Linked DNA regions of Drosophila melanogaster: region 2 is linked to region 1. A link is a contact called in public Hi-C data. All regions are on one chromosome and are shown on one strand. The core of a region is the stretch at or near the end of the contact, and the rest is flanking DNA. Distances in the headings are between cores, read along the strand shown.

Region 1 (7,603 bases), core at 3,758-6,257:
CTCGTCGTTGGACACCAGGCCACCGCTGGCCATCACAGCCTGCAGCTGACGACCCTTGTCCGATCCAGAAGCCACCTACAAGATAGAGGAATATTAGAAACTAATAAATAATTATTAACAATTGAAATTCTAAGCTAATTTGAATTGAAAGTAACCATATAGATATTAAATGATTCTTTCAATGGAAACGTATAATTATCTCAATAGTTTAAGTTCGCATCGCAATACTTTGGGTAATAACAATGAATAGCAATGAATTTTGCGATCCAAATATAATCATTTTCCAAAATCGCCATACACCCTTGCCATCTGCAAGCAACAGATAGCACCGACTATTCCAGTATTTCCGCCCAAATTACCTCATTGCGCAGCAAATCGCCGCTGCTCAGATGTGTGAATCCGTATTTTTCCACGATTTTGGCGCACTGAGTGCCCTTGCCGCACCCGGGTCCACCCAAGATCCAGATGATGGGTATATCAGCCTGTAAGGACAAGATTTGAGTTAGCAGGCACACAACACCGAGGCATAGGAACATCTACAATTAGCTGGTTTAGTGGTAACACGTACGCAAGCTTAGTTGGATTAAGGGGCATGGATAGAGGGTTTCAAAAGAGGGTTTATTTTTTTCAATATTCTCGGATCGAAATTCGTTTGTTTTTTGGTGAAGCGGCGGCCAGACAGTTAACATGCCATACATCAACTAATCCTAGTAAATAGGATATAGTGCCCGTTGACTCGGATTCGATCCAGTTGGGCTACTTACGGCGGCACGTGCCCTACGGAGCTCCTCGGCTTTGAGCTTCTCCTCGGCCTCCTTCTTCATAACCCTTTGGTGACACATAAATAACTACACAATCGAGATAGTTGGTGAGGATGGTTAGATATCTCCGACTTATAGTTTGAACTACATCCGAGATGTATTTTGGCATAGGTTAATATGTAGTTATTAGTAGTTTGGGCACTTTGCCAGCACGAAATAGTGTTCTTACTACAAAAATGGGATTTTATATATATATAGGTTACACATATTTCATTGGCCCCTGACATTGATCTTGTACAGAAAACCCCCGCGTCACACATATCATTTCAATTTGGGGTAATTTGGGGCAATTGGCACCTCTGCTCCATTCACACAAATGGTATTGATAATGGCTTGATCTCATCAACAAAAATCTAGATTAGTATAAACAATGCCATCGCTCCCGTTGTCGGCCCGTGACCATATAGATAGATAGATATAGCGTGTGTGCAGATCAGCTTTTGATATAGTATTTTGTATTTTGAAGGCCCCCGCCGATTTTCGCCTGTTCCGCATTGTCGCACCCGTCGAAAAATGGGGTAAAAAAAAAAATGAAAATACAATATAGAAAATGAATGAATTCGGATTCGGACAGCTTAATAATGCCCAGGTTGTTTGCTGCCTGGCACCTATAGATTTTTCGATTTTCCTCAGAGCATAAAAACGCAGACGTTGTTTTTCACCGACTTTTCTTATGGCACATTTCTACGCATTTAAATTGTTGCGTGTGAGAATTTATGATTTTCAAGCTCATTTACGTAATTTCTCTTCACATTTATATAGATTGTGTAGTTCAGTGACTTTTCAATGTCATTTCCAAGGATTCGCCGTTGTTAATAATTCAAAACTAACCTGTACATGGTGATTTAACAAGTGTCGAGGTTCCCAAATACTTAAGGGTAATTATAGAAAATTATAGCAGCGACATCACAAGTGCTTTCTATTCAAACTATTCAGCTAGCTAACTCACGTGGATTTTTACGAAACTCGGCTTTTGATTTCGATATATGTATTTTTAGGATGATTTTCCTTTGTTTATTTTTAGAACTAACTATAACTATAATTTTCTAGGAAGAACTGCACACATGCTTTCCGTTCAAACGGAACTAAAAAACTATCCAGCAAACTTAGAGGAATTTTTATGGAACCCGCCTCTAGATCTTTTATATGGTGTTCTTTTTAATTTTTTTGCTTTGTTTTGACACTTTAATAATGCGACGCGACCAAGACTAAAAACCGGCATGACTGTCTAGTTCGAGTAGCGCCAATAAACACATTTAAACTGCTTTTTTTGGCGACGAGGCTGGGGACTTGCTAATGAATCAAGCCCCGCCAGAAATTCCTGTGTGCCGAGCAACTGGTCATAAATTTATTCAAATCGGGATTTTGACGTCAAAATTCGTTTGTTCGAGCTTGGAATGTGAAATTTTGGTATTTATTTTTTGTTTGTTTGTTTCTTTCAGTTGCTAATTTGTTTTGTTCGGGTAGGGAATTTCACAGATTCGTAATCGTTGGAATTAGGAGAGGCTCTATTTATAACAAAACCGTAAACATGGAACAGCTGACCGGGAGCTTCTCATTCTCATTCTCATCTCATACCCCATTCTCAGCTTCAAAAAAAAAAAAAAAAGCTGAGTAAGCTTGTGGCCCCGAAACTTTCTTAATTGCAACGCTGGGCTGCAAGGTCAAGTGCAATGCAAGTGGCTCAAGGCCGATTTGACCGCTCTGAATCCTCAATTTTAAAGCCATTGCTTCACTTTCCCCCGTTGGAGTGCAAGGCCGTTTTAAATCAGAGTGAAACATTTGGGGTGTGTGTGTGTGGGTTACAAACAAATAAAAATAAATTGGGCATTAAGCAGAAACGAAAACACAAATCACAGCAACCGCGCACTGAAAACACTCACCATGATGATGATGATGTATACTAGATATACACGTCGCTGCTGCGGGCCTTTCGCTGAAGAAATCGCGAAATATTCGGTAGTTTGTTAGCCGGATGCCTTACTAGCCTTCCCTTAGCGCCACTTGGTCGGTCGATTCTCGCCCAGATTCTCGAATGCTCCGCCCGACTGTTTTCCACCCACCCTCTGTGCTGCGTGAGTTGAGAGTGACTGAGTGAATGAAAAGGCTTTCGATTCCGTTTCGATTCGATCCGATTCGGCTAACGGTTTCACTGCGCACAGACACGCGAGCTTTTCGCACAAAGCTTTCCGATTAACAGTGCTTTTATTTTGGCCGTTTTCGAGTATAACCCGAATTGGTCAATTCAAATTTTGAGTGTATTGTCGTAGGAAATTCGTATTGTCATGATCAAATTCAAATTTGATTCTTATGATCCTGGCTTATCTTCTTAACTCATTGAATCTATGTATATTTGTGCTAATTTTGTTTCAGCTTGTGTTGGAACAGTAATGAATCCAACTCTTTAAAGTGCTATTGTGACGATTTATGATCTTATCCATATTTAATTGGATTTCCTTTAACATTGTGTCTGTCTCCCGTCTCCTCCTGATTACCTCCATTTTGACCAATGCGATGGGGATATACTTCATTTGAATTTTCTGGTCATGAGTTCACCATAGGAACATCCTCCTGTAACATATTTGTATTAGATTTTTAATGTAGGGTATAACTAACAGAATACCGTAGCTGAACACAAATTGTTCAGAAACAATGCCTGAATATCAAAATAAATACATTTTTTCGGATATTTGGATATTTTGATTAGTTTTGCTTGTTCTTTTGGGCATTCTCGTGCCGGCATTCTTTATAAACAATGTCTGGTAAATAAAATAAACTATTCGAGCTTTTAAAATACTAACACGTACAATTTATTGAGGTGGCACATCCGCTGTATGGGCAATCATCAACTAATATAGTACAGAAAGGCCTGTATCTGTTTGGATTCGCTTACGGATATGACGAGCAGTGGTGCGGTGAGAAGATGTTTAATCTTGGAGATTTTGTCGTGGGTGGGAAACGCCACCTGCGATGGAAGTATAATTACATTAAAGTTTGGTGCGTTGGGTGCACTTTTTTTGAAACCCCTATTGTGCAGATGTAAATCAAAGATTATCTTCAAAGCAGAGGGCGTATCTAATTCGTCTTTGGTATAATCTTGGCTTTCAAGTTGCACCAAATCGAACTTTTCAAAGATCTCTTCGAATTTGGCATATGCAAATTCGCCTTTTAGTTGATCCACGAGACTTCGGCCCGTTGTGGAGAATTTTTCTTTTTTACTAGCAGGTTCTTCGATTGGTTTTTCCACAGCCATACGTTTTCGTTGTCCGAATTTCAAATCTATGGGATCTACAACAATATTAGGATCTTCTGCCTTTTGAGATGTTATAAGTTCCTTTAAATCTTCCATACGCTTTTCCGCGATAGGATAAATGGGTGAGGTTTTGATATGATCTGGTACTGGCAGATTTCCCACTTTTTCCTTCAGCAGTGCCCAAATACAATCTGCACTCGTAACTTCTTGTGGAATTTCCTTAGGAGGCACATGTTTCACTACTATATAGCCAGATCGGGATAAAGCCGAGTAAACTAGGTAGTTGGTGTACCTTTCGCTTTCCAACTCGCCGAGGAGGAGCACATATGCTTGCTCAATTGAAACTACTAAACCACAGTACTCCAGTTGTAAACGTCCCTGAAAAGTACATGTTCCATATATCTCGATTGAATTTAAAGGGCGATTTTATAACTCACAACTTCTAGTAGGAACATAGCTTCATAGTACTCCAAATAGAGCTTTCCCTGCTCACTGTATCCGAAATTTTCAAATTTACCATCTTTGCGTTTGACTTCTGCCACTTGTTGCTCTTCGTTCCAAATGGCAAGTGCCCTTCCTCCGAGTCTTTCTATTCGAGGCACTGACAATTGAGCACGCAAATACTCTAAAATGTTATAAACATAATAATATATATATTGGTGTTAAATATTTATAACAAATTCGAACCCTGCGCTCGTTTAAGCTCCTCAACTTCCGCTGCAGTTCCCTCATTTTTAGTACGCTTTAGACCTCCACTCGGAGGTTCGAATTCAGTGTGACGATGCGCAATGAGCTCCTGGGCACTGAAATTAATTGATTTTAAGCTAAGGTATTCATATCTCAGTCAGGAATTACCTTAAATAGCTATTTTTTGGATGAATTTCCACATATTCTGAATCTTGTGTTTTGGTGTCCATGTCAGTGTGACCAAGGCCAATCCGTTCAAATATACCATCATTAACAAGCTTACCAATTGTTACCGATGAATCGATTACTTTTGGCGGGCTTATATCGTTTTTGAAATTTGGAGTAACTTTAACTTAAGAAAAAATTTCTGAAACCCTAATTTCTAAGTTTCAGTTTGCATCATTCTTATTCAATTCAACACCTAGATGGCCTTTCCCAAAAAGCAATACACCATTATTCTCTATTTATAAATCTTTATTCTTTGTATAATTGTAGTTTTGTTAGTTTCGCATAACATACGCTTAACATTTCTTGCCCTCTCATGCAATGGAGCTTGTCGAAATCTCGAACTCGTTTTAATTGATGTCATATAACATTTTACACCTTGAAAATACACTTATTGGTAGATTTATGAACATTTAATACACCACATTGTTGCTTTTAACTCTTATGCTGTTAACATTTTCTCATCGACTCGACAATTTCAACTTCACGTATATTGCAGGATATTTCTAGTTGGCTTTCTTTTCTTTGTTTCTTCGGTTTCTGGCTACACCGCAAATGTTTTTTAAACTCTGAACTGCGAAACGAACCCCTTTCTGTTTCTGCTGTTTGTAAAAACTTAAATACAAAAATTATACACTATAACTAACCGTACATTGTATATTGTTTATCATTATGTATATGTTACCTATAACTCATTTATATGTATGCGTCGTGTATTGTATAAACAGTTTCTCCATAGTATTGGTTGCTCCTTTAATTTGTCCTTTGTTAATGCCCTCAAATTGTTAACATTGTTCACCACATTTGTATTATACATATGCATACATATATCCGTAAATGCTTTAGTTATTATCATCTACATATATGCATAGATATATTTCTCTTTCTGTTTCAAATGCGTAACGCTTTAAGGTAATATTTTTTATCTGCCTGCTGATAGGTCGTTTCATTATATCCCCCCTCTCCATCGAATCACCGCACCCCCTCCCCCCACCACACATAGTAAATGAAAATCGATTCAGTTAAAAGTAGGGAAAACTTAACAATACTCTCCCCCTTGACATGAATATCTACACTTATGTACAGGACAAAGAGGACCGCTTAGACTATGGCCACGTTTGTGGTCACGGAAGTGGCATTCGGTTTGCCCGACTTCACCAGGCACGACTGTGAGTTGTTGCCCATGCTGGAGCCATCCAAGCTGTCCAAATCCAAGGCCGTGTCTATCATCGTGTTGTCGTGCAGCATTCTCAATCTCTCCGCCGACTTCACCTGCTCGGCTCCATCGCCCAGGGACTTTCTTTTCACATGACACGAAGCACTAACCGGATCGTCCAGGTCGAGATCGTCGCAGAGCAGAGTGGAGGACAGTACATTGTTTGCCTGTTCCTGCTGCTTGCGTTCATCGATGATATTGGAGTATACATGCAGCGTGGAATCGGCCGGATCCGTATCATTGTCCACTGGCAACACATTGCTATACATGTTCTCCGTTTTTCCACTGATGGCAGCCGCTAATAGAGCTGCGCCCGCAGAGGGCTTTCCGGAACTGCTTGCTCCTTCACCTCTGACATGGTTATCCGCCAATGAGGAGTTGACCAGTGCCGCCTCGAAGTCAGCATCGAAGAGATTGCTATAGCTTCCGCTGCGGTTGCGCATTTCTCTTGCCTTATTGGAGGCTATGGCTGCCACGGCAGCCACCACTTCGGGACTGCCCACGACCACAACATCTGGATCATCCAGCTCATCCTCGCTGCTGGCGTTGGCCAACTGATTCTCATAGCTAACAGTGCCGCCATTGCATATCTGGCGCTGTTTGTGATGACGATGGCGGTACTGACGCGCCTGGGTGGCCGTTTGGTGGGTATAAGCCGGAATGTCCATTTGGACCAGCGGTATCTCGTTGTCCACCAGCTGAGCTAGACTATTGGAATTACCTGGAAACGAGACGGAAAAAAAAAGGGGAGAAGGGCGCAACGAAAGCGCGTGATTAGTAATTGATATTTAATTTCGTTCTATTGTATGTTTAATTAATGCACGTATATAATTGAAATGCTCATTACAACGAATTTGCCAACTAATTTAAAATTCAAATTTCAATTTGGAGCATTTGTATCTAGTGGTTTTATTGCTCTTTTGCTAGTGGTCATTGATGATTTGTTTAGGTTCGCTATCGTTTAGCTGTGGCAAAATAAAACTATTTAAATATGCAAATAATCATAAATGCTGAAAAGGGCGCCAAATTAAAATCGTAATTCAATCAAATGCGGGGGCGGGTTTTGTTTTGTGTGTTCAATCGAACTAATACACGTGTAATTGCAATCTGAGGAGAAACTGCCTCGGAACTGGTTGGAAATCAACTTAATTCGAAACTCATCAGTTGATAAGCTCCTAAAACCGAATAAACAACAATGATAACTGAAAATTGAATGACAAACGCCGTAGAGTATGCGCAAATAAAGACGGAAACTGGACGCTAATTAATGGATAATGGATTCAGTGGTTAAGTCGGTGCCAATTGAACAATTTAAAGCATGCTTTCAAAATGTTGTGAGTGCAATTAGTAGGTAGCTTGCCAATAAATTACTGCTAAATACCATATTAAACTTTGACTTTT
Region 2 (7,603 bases), core at 1,721-4,220, 210 kb after region 1:
CTAGTGTACATAGATATTTTAAAAACAAACGCGATAGAACGAAAACTAATCCAGAGAAACAGTGGAACACCTTCGAAGAACCACTGCTCTCTGTTTTATGAATTCAGCAACTTGCAAAACGTATCTCTAGTAAACTCACAGTAGAGTGCCGCCAAAATTTAATCAAGTCATGAATGTCCGTTGAGGGCGCCAAGAGCATGAAGTCCCGCCACTCGTTAAAGCTAATGTTCAGGCTGCCATCCTTGTCCATTCTGCAAGAAAAGTCACGCGTATTAACACATGCACAAAAGAAAGTTGAGGATAATTAACCCACCTGGTGAGCAGATTTCTGGCCTCGTCCATGTCAATGTCCAGGCCCAGGTCCTTGAACGCCGATATCAGCTCCTCCAAGTCCACTTTGCCTGTAATACAATTCACTTATAAGAACTAATCCAATTAAGGTTTAATCAATTACCCACCATCGCGATTTTTATCTAGGTGCGAGAACTGCAGGACCAGGTTCTTCTCATGCTCCCGCACGTAGTGCAGGAACTCGGCGAAGCCCACGTTGCCGCTCTGATCCTTGTCCGACTGCTGAAGGAATTTCTGTAATGGAAAGCAAGTGCGGAATATTACTGGCATTGCTCCTGGAAAATTTACTAGATTCACTGCCGGAATATTACTGGAAAATTTGTGTCGAACACTCGCAGGCCTTTCGCATAGTGAGCCGCTGACTAGAGTATCGACCTGAATCGTGAAAGCAAATCAATTTCTCGTATCATGCGGGCTTCGCCGGCGGAAACCATATAAATCTACTCAGTTGTCTGCACATTAACCCTCTATATACCATCTAATCCAATTCTGATTGCTTTCGGAAGTTGTCACAATACTTGTTGCATGTAATTTCACAATCTGGCGATTTGTGCAACATAAATAAACTAATATAGGATTTCACTAGAAGTATAATGGAGCAGAATTTAGGTCACAGGATAAAAGTAATAGTTTAAATTTCTTTATATCTAGTTTGTTTTGGCTAAAATATAAACAAAGCTGCTAATAATACCACAAACAATATCTGTTAGTCAAACAAAGAGATTTGTACGCGAAATAATATTGTGCTCATCTAAAAATAGAATATTCATCTTCGCCTGGTTTGCCACCCCACATTTCTTTTGATTTAATAAGCCCTTTTTTGGCAACTGCAAAAATGACACAATGAAAGGGTCAGGCTGCCCAGGGTCAGCAGCAGTGCCAAATGTTTCGCCTTGATCAGAGCAAGCAAACAATGCAAAATGTATAAATTAAGATTCTCAGATACTTTTGCCCGTCAAGGCCGCATATTATTGATCTCAACCGTCTGCCTTCTGTTTGGCGAAGAATAGCAAATAGAAAAAGGCATTGTTAGTTCCCTGTGAAAATGGCGAGCCCAGGGCACGTGTAGTTCAACTATGCTAATCAAGATTGCTTGTTTTCTACCCTAAGATACATCTGTTAAAATCATGGGAGCCTCAGATATGTCCTATCCATGATACATTTGAAATAGCTAGATGAGATGTGATGGCTTCCATATATCATCCTATAAATAGGCTTTGCTCACCTCCGCGTAAACGCTCGACAACCCGAACTCGTGCAGTGCCGCTGACAGGTCGTGGATATCGATCCTGCCGTCGCCATCGCGGTCCAGCTTGTTGAAGATGCGCTCCAGCCGCTCCTCGTCCTCGATGGGGATCTCGGTGGGCAGGATGGAGCCGGAGCTGGCGACCTCGTGCAGATCATAGGCCAAGGGCGTGTTGGTAGTGCTGCTGGTGGCAAGATGGGCATGTTGCAGGCCGAGATTTTGGCCGTGCTCATAGCTGGCGGCTAGCGTGCGGGCGGAGTAGTTGGCCTGCGCCTGCTGGGCGAAGTTGAAGTTGCTGGCCGGATCGGGCGTCAAGTCGATGTCGATGTGCTGTTGCTTTTGATCCTCTGGCTTATAGTCCTGCTCCTTTTGATCCTGCTGCTTGCTTACTGCTAAGGATGCACTGTTTTCGATTCCAACTTGCTTTCTGACCATTCTCCACACTCGTGTTTACAGTTTACCTTGAGTTTTCTGTTCTTTAACTGGCAGCTGAAGGATTTCTCTGGGTTTGCTCGGTTTCCGATTCTCTGGGGGATTACGTGTTGGGCTATCAGCTGCTCTGCTCTTATGGCCGGCTCATTTTGCACTACTTGGCAAGTCAAATGGAAAAACAGTCGTCTGAAAGAGGTATCGAGTGTTGTATACACATTAGTTTATAATGTTATGTCTGGGCGAAAGATAAATAAAACAGCTCAACGTATCGAATTTCCCCGCGATGAAGTCATCCTCTTCTTGGCTGGAGAACTACATATGTACATTGTAGGTGCCAATTTTCAGGATCCCGCGTACAACCCACATCCCATTGATTTTCGCAGTTAATTTTGAAGGCCAGCGATTTTCCGGAAAACCTTGAAAAACCCACAGCTTCACGCACACGCACGCACATGTCTCCAAAAGTCGTGGTAGAGGGGGGGAGTGTTGGGAAAAGGGAGACTTTCCCCCAGCAACTCGAACTTTCTACTTTGCAAAGCGTAGCTTTAACCGAAGAATTCTTCACGCTCTCACACACTTTCTACATTCTTTTCTGAATTCTCCGCCCATTTTCCAGACAGGTGTGACTCAAATTTCTCTCGAAACGCTTGCAAATTGTTGCCAATTTGGCAAAAATTATTCTGCACTCGATTTTCATGCACACACACACACACACGCTCACATGCAGGCGAAAGGAATGTGGATATGCAAAAGAAAGTGGCAAGCTTCAATTGCATTTCCCACTTTTTCTGTGGTCACTACCTACTGGTCGAGCTATTTAAGAGTTCGTCTGCTTTTACGCTATTTCGGCGACTTTGTGGCTTAAAGCGATTCACGCAGAACTCTTCAATTTTAATTTTTTGGGTTTGCCAGTGTGACCACGAACGTTTATCTAGATATACTTCTTGTGTGGTCGAAAATACCCTAAAATGCATCGCGTCACTGCTTAGCCGTGACTCAAACCTATTTGTGGTTTTTAAAATGTGGAATTGTAGGGTAACACTATTAATTTTAAATGTATTTTTTAAATTTGCAAATATTTATATTTTTTGAATTTAAAACCGCCCATTTAAAAAACGAACGACTACACTTGTTAACATAATATGTATTTTCTCATCTCGCATCCCTCGCAGTATCCTGGCATACACTTTAAGCTAAGTAATTCGTTAGTTAAGTAGATCTATACAAAATTGGTCTAAACTGTGGAAATAATCGGGAATAGTTGCACTTTATGTTTGAAGTCGAAGAATGAATACACAATTCAGTTGGTTACATTAAATGCGCGCATAGCAGCCTCGGGGCCAGACATCAAGAGACACATAAAACAAAGGAGACACAACTTGACAACCGAATGGAATACAAAAAATACAATCGCATAAGCTGCTCGCCACGGTTTCTAGTTCATCAGCAGATTCCAGGCGTCGTCCTCGGCAGTGCCTTTGTTGGCGGACGAGGCCGTTGCCGTCTTGGGCTTCACACTCTTCACGTCCAGGCTCTCGAAGCCCTCGCTCAGCTTCTGCGATGTGTCCTGCAGCTTCATGTTGCGGCGAGCTGTCGATCCGCCGGACGAAGCGTTCTGGTAGGAGGTCTCTGAACTCTGATAGTTCGTCGCCTCGAAGCCGGACCAGTCAGCGTCGCGGGTTAGGCCGGCGGAGGCGGTACCGCCGCCGCTGCTGCTACTCAACTGATTGTGGTACGAACTCGAGCTGGTCATGTGCGACTTGCTGTTGCCGTTGTCCTGCCAGCCGCCCCAGTCGCTGTCGCTGACGCCGCTCTGCTGACCCAAGCCTCCGGCCAGATTACCGCCCACGGAATTGGAACGCTGGTAGGCGCTGCTGTCCTCGAAGTTGGGATCGTTGTATCCGCCCTGCGGCGACGAAATGTTGCTGCCCGCCAGATTATTCCAACCTCGTTTGCCCATATCGGTGACCTGCGATCGGTATGTTTATATGTTAGAGGGATGTGGGTTTAGAGAAGATTAACTGGATGATGGGGAACTACAGACCTTGCTGGCTACATCGGTAACTCCGCATTGTACGGAATCTAGCAGAGTTCCCTCTTTAATCTACAACCAAAAAAAGATGCAAATAAATAATACAAACAATAAGGTGTACCAATTAAATTAACAAACAAATATGGGGATTAACTAAAGGGATTTTGCTCTCTTTTGTTGTTAAGGTGGGTTTCTACAGCTTTAAATTATTTAAAACTAATCAGCAGACTAATAATAAACCAAAAGAATACAAAATCAACATAATATTGAACCAAATCGAAGAGAATAGGCAAATAAGGAATCAAAATCTGAAAGATATACGAGCTGAGGCGCAGGACTCACCTTTGTCGAGGCCAAATTGACGGTGGTGACGGCCTTCTCCTTGGCGGTGCTGGCCAACTTGGAGGCGTTGGTGGAGAAAAGGCTCCAGCCAGAGGCCAAAGTGGAAAGCGTCGAGTCGAAAAGCTCCTGAGATTGCGTTTTCGGTGGTGGTTCGCGTGTGAACCCGAAACCTGCATATTTTCCGCCCTGACTCGGTGGCAAGTTTCTGAAACAATCAACTAGGATAAATCATAGCTAATGGACAGATATGCCATTAAGATCCTACTCTGGCCTGGAGGCATTCTCCACTTGGCGTCGGCTGAAGAACTCCTCCTTCTGGTCCTTGAACTCCTGCGTTTGGTACTGCTGATAGCCTCCAGGCTCGGCGCCTCCGCCATTCTGATAGCCTCCGTTTCCGCCATAACCTGTTGCACTGGGTCGCGACTGGTAGCTGCTGTTGCTGGAGCCACCTGAGCTGAAGCTATTGTTGCTGCCCACGCGGCCTTGCGCCTCCTTGAGATCCCAGCTCTTGCCCTGGGCCAAGGTGGCTATCTTATCGCGGTACAAAGCAGCCGCCTTCGAGTTGTAACGCTGCGTGATAGGCGCCCGTTCGTTCCAGTCCTCCTGATCCTCCAGAAACTCGCGCGCATTGCGATTGCCGCCCGCCTTCATCTTCTCCAGCTCGATGTCCTTCCACTTATCCATAGTGACGGAGCGCACGAAGGACAGATGCACGCCCAGACTGCGATGCTTGCCGGAGCACTCCAGGCAGATCCAGATGCCGTAGGTCACGGACACCCACTGCGGATTGTGGGTACCGCACTCGAAGCATTTCTAGTCATTTTTAAACAAAGAAATTGAAGCTTATCTAGCGTATGTGGACAAAGGAGCAAACCTACCGAGTTCTCATCCTGGGGTTTCAGTTCCTGGAGCACCCGTCGCGTTCTGGGACTCGCCATGGCAACTGGTTTCTATGGTTTCTGGCCCTGCTCTGGCGGATTGCCCAACTCTTTGCGTTCAGTTGGCTTCAGTTTCGCAGCTGATAACCGAGTTGCTAATGAAACTTTTGCTGACGCTGGCGCTGATTTGGGTGCAATCTTGGCTTTGAGATGGGGCGATTTGAAGCTCTCACACACGCTTACGAGCCTTTAAAGTCCACGGATCGCGACGAACGCCTGGCCAAACGCATTTAACAGAGTTTTGAATTTTTTTGGATCAGCTGGGACGCTTGCAATTAATGGCAAATTGGCAAAAAAAAAGTGTTAAGCGTGTCCCACTTGGAATTGGAGATGAGCTGACCACTCACGACAGCATCGATATACCGAATATTGCATGGAAAACCAAAGGAAGTTGGGCATACTATCGATATTTACCCATCTCAAAGTTCCACTTGGATTTTTGTTTTGCAGTGTGACCAAAGTGCAACTAAAGTGGAACGTTCGGAATTGCGATATATCGATAGTTTATTGAAAATGAGCGGGATATTTAAATATCTTAAGCAAACAAGTTTAATATATTTGAAACTGTCTTTCATAAAAGAAAACCTAAAAATATTAGCTTTAACATGTTTTAATGTTTTAATTTAAAATTCTATCGGTTTTATAAAAACAATAAAATATTTTTTTACTCTGTTGCTGTATTATATTTATTGTATATAGCTTGCATATAATATATTCAAGCTGCTTATTTACTAAATATTTCGAAAAAAGTTAGATAAGAACAAATATTTTCGAAATTATATAAATTAAATTAGACATTTAGAAAACCATTTTTATTCATCATTATCCAACATATGTTAATGTTAATGTGTTAATAATGTTAATAATGTTAATATACACATACATATTTTAGCTAAATATTGCACAAAAATCTCTGTCCGCTCTCCAGCAAATTCAATTAACCCAACTCGATGGCATCGCCTTTGTTGCGAGCACGCCGAAAACCCTTCAACAAATTATACATTATCACGCTGATCTGATTTCCAGATCTTCAGTACTCGTGCGGCGACTGGAGATGCAGCGCCGCCAATTTGCGCTGCGTCATCCCGAAAAAAGTTAATAAAAACAGCGATTTATCACACTCCTAACAGTAATCAATCTCCTACCGACTGTCGGTGGATTTTGATTCGATTTCGGTGTTTTGAATCCCGGACAGGGGAAATTACTTACATGATCGACTTCAATGCAAACAGACCGCGGGTGGCAGGGCCACCAAAGATGAAAGGGAACTCAAATCTGAGAGAATTTGGAGCCGCCTAAAAGCCATTTCCCTTTTCCCCATTTTTCAGTGCCCCTTGGAGGAAAAGTCCAAAAGGTAGGTGACCACACGCGTCTGCACATAATTCAATGCCATTCGGATTAGCATATAATTATGCACAATATTTCCGCAGTTCGGCTCTGCCTGCCCACCGCTAATTCCCTTTCAATTTCCAAACTCGCGCATTTATTTAAGTCAGCGTCTTTTGGCATCTCAGCGGATCTATAATTGCCGTCGCACGCCCAACAAGGGGGGCGTGGCAGATCAGATCTGGATGCGAGCGGCAACGAGCATATAATTGCCGCGGCGACCGCAGGATGTGTTGAATTTAAAAGCCTGCCGGGTAATCCGATCGATCGATCCGCCGATCGCCACGTCCCAGCCAACTTACGACTCCTTCCTTCGCTAAGTGAGCCGATGAGCCAGTGAGCCAAAGAGCCGGGCGTTCCTGGCTGGGCACTCGCTCGACGCTTTCAACAACTACTTGTCCCGCTGCCGGAGCGGATCCAATGCACTGAGATAAATAACAGACTTCTCAGATGAGAAAATAACCTTTCATATTCTATCAAGTAGTTAACAAAACGATCTTAGATTTTAGTTCATAATATTATGAGACTACTTCCTTTAGCTTCCTTTCTGTTGAAGACATCTCTTTAGTAAATCAAAATTTTCTAAGTTTGTTCAATCTAAATATAGAATTTTTAGCATTGAAAGATACCGTTATCTGTGTTTAAACTTCACTTATGCCATGTTTTTCCCTAATACAACACTGCATACATTTGAATTTGGTTGGCGCCCTTAATTTCTTCGAGTGTGCTCCGCTGGTGGTGGTCTTATCAGAAGCCGCGGAGTACTCCCCGATCTGCCAGAAATGGCATTGCTGCGCATCCATTATCGGCTCTGTCACTGCTCTTGCTGGGCGCAGCCACGCCCCCAAAAGCGCCACTGGGCATTGGGCAGTGCGT

What was found. A called contact is a pair of places that touch in the nucleus more often than the background predicts.
Region 2: a Hi-C map of the Kc167 cell line shows a contact between it and region 1, with 2.0 times the contacts expected there. A contact is called at or near these places in 8 of 107 Hi-C or Micro-C datasets (the D17-c3 cell line, the Kc167 cell line, brain and 4 more).

Annotation. Positions count from the first base shown.
Region 1 is chr3L:12,201,015-12,208,617 of dm6, forward strand. It overlaps Tsen54 (tRNA splicing endonuclease subunit 54), which reads right to left and starts at 5,008. Exons shown (of 5, transcript NM_140302.2): 1 at 4,930-5,008; 2 at 4,762-4,877; 3 at 4,512-4,699; 4 at 3,629-4,452; 5 at 3,109-3,392. The coding sequence starts at 4,991. The coding sequence ends at 3,667. app (approximated) reads right to left here. Exons shown (of 10, transcript NM_001259803.2): 10 at 5,224-6,923. The coding sequence ends at 6,906. It overlaps Ak1 (Adenylate kinase 1), which reads right to left and starts at 3,068. Exons shown (of 5, transcript NM_168493.2): 1 at 2,705-3,068; 2 at 765-848; 3 at 360-482; 4 at 1-75. The coding sequence starts at 2,707.
Region 2 is chr3L:12,411,872-12,419,474 of dm6, forward strand. SCaMC (Short Calcium-binding Mitochondrial Carrier) reads right to left here and starts at 2,971. Exons shown (of 8, transcript NM_206345.2): 1 at 2,831-2,971; 2 at 1,577-2,215; 3 at 459-585; 4 at 314-401; 5 at 140-251. The coding sequence starts at 2,032. It overlaps ArfGAP1 (ADP-ribosylation factor GTPase activating protein 1), which reads right to left and starts at 5,709. Exons shown (of 5, transcript NM_079316.3): 1 at 5,282-5,709; 2 at 4,669-5,216; 3 at 4,404-4,608; 4 at 4,074-4,133; 5 at 3,155-3,998. The coding sequence starts at 5,341. The coding sequence ends at 3,465.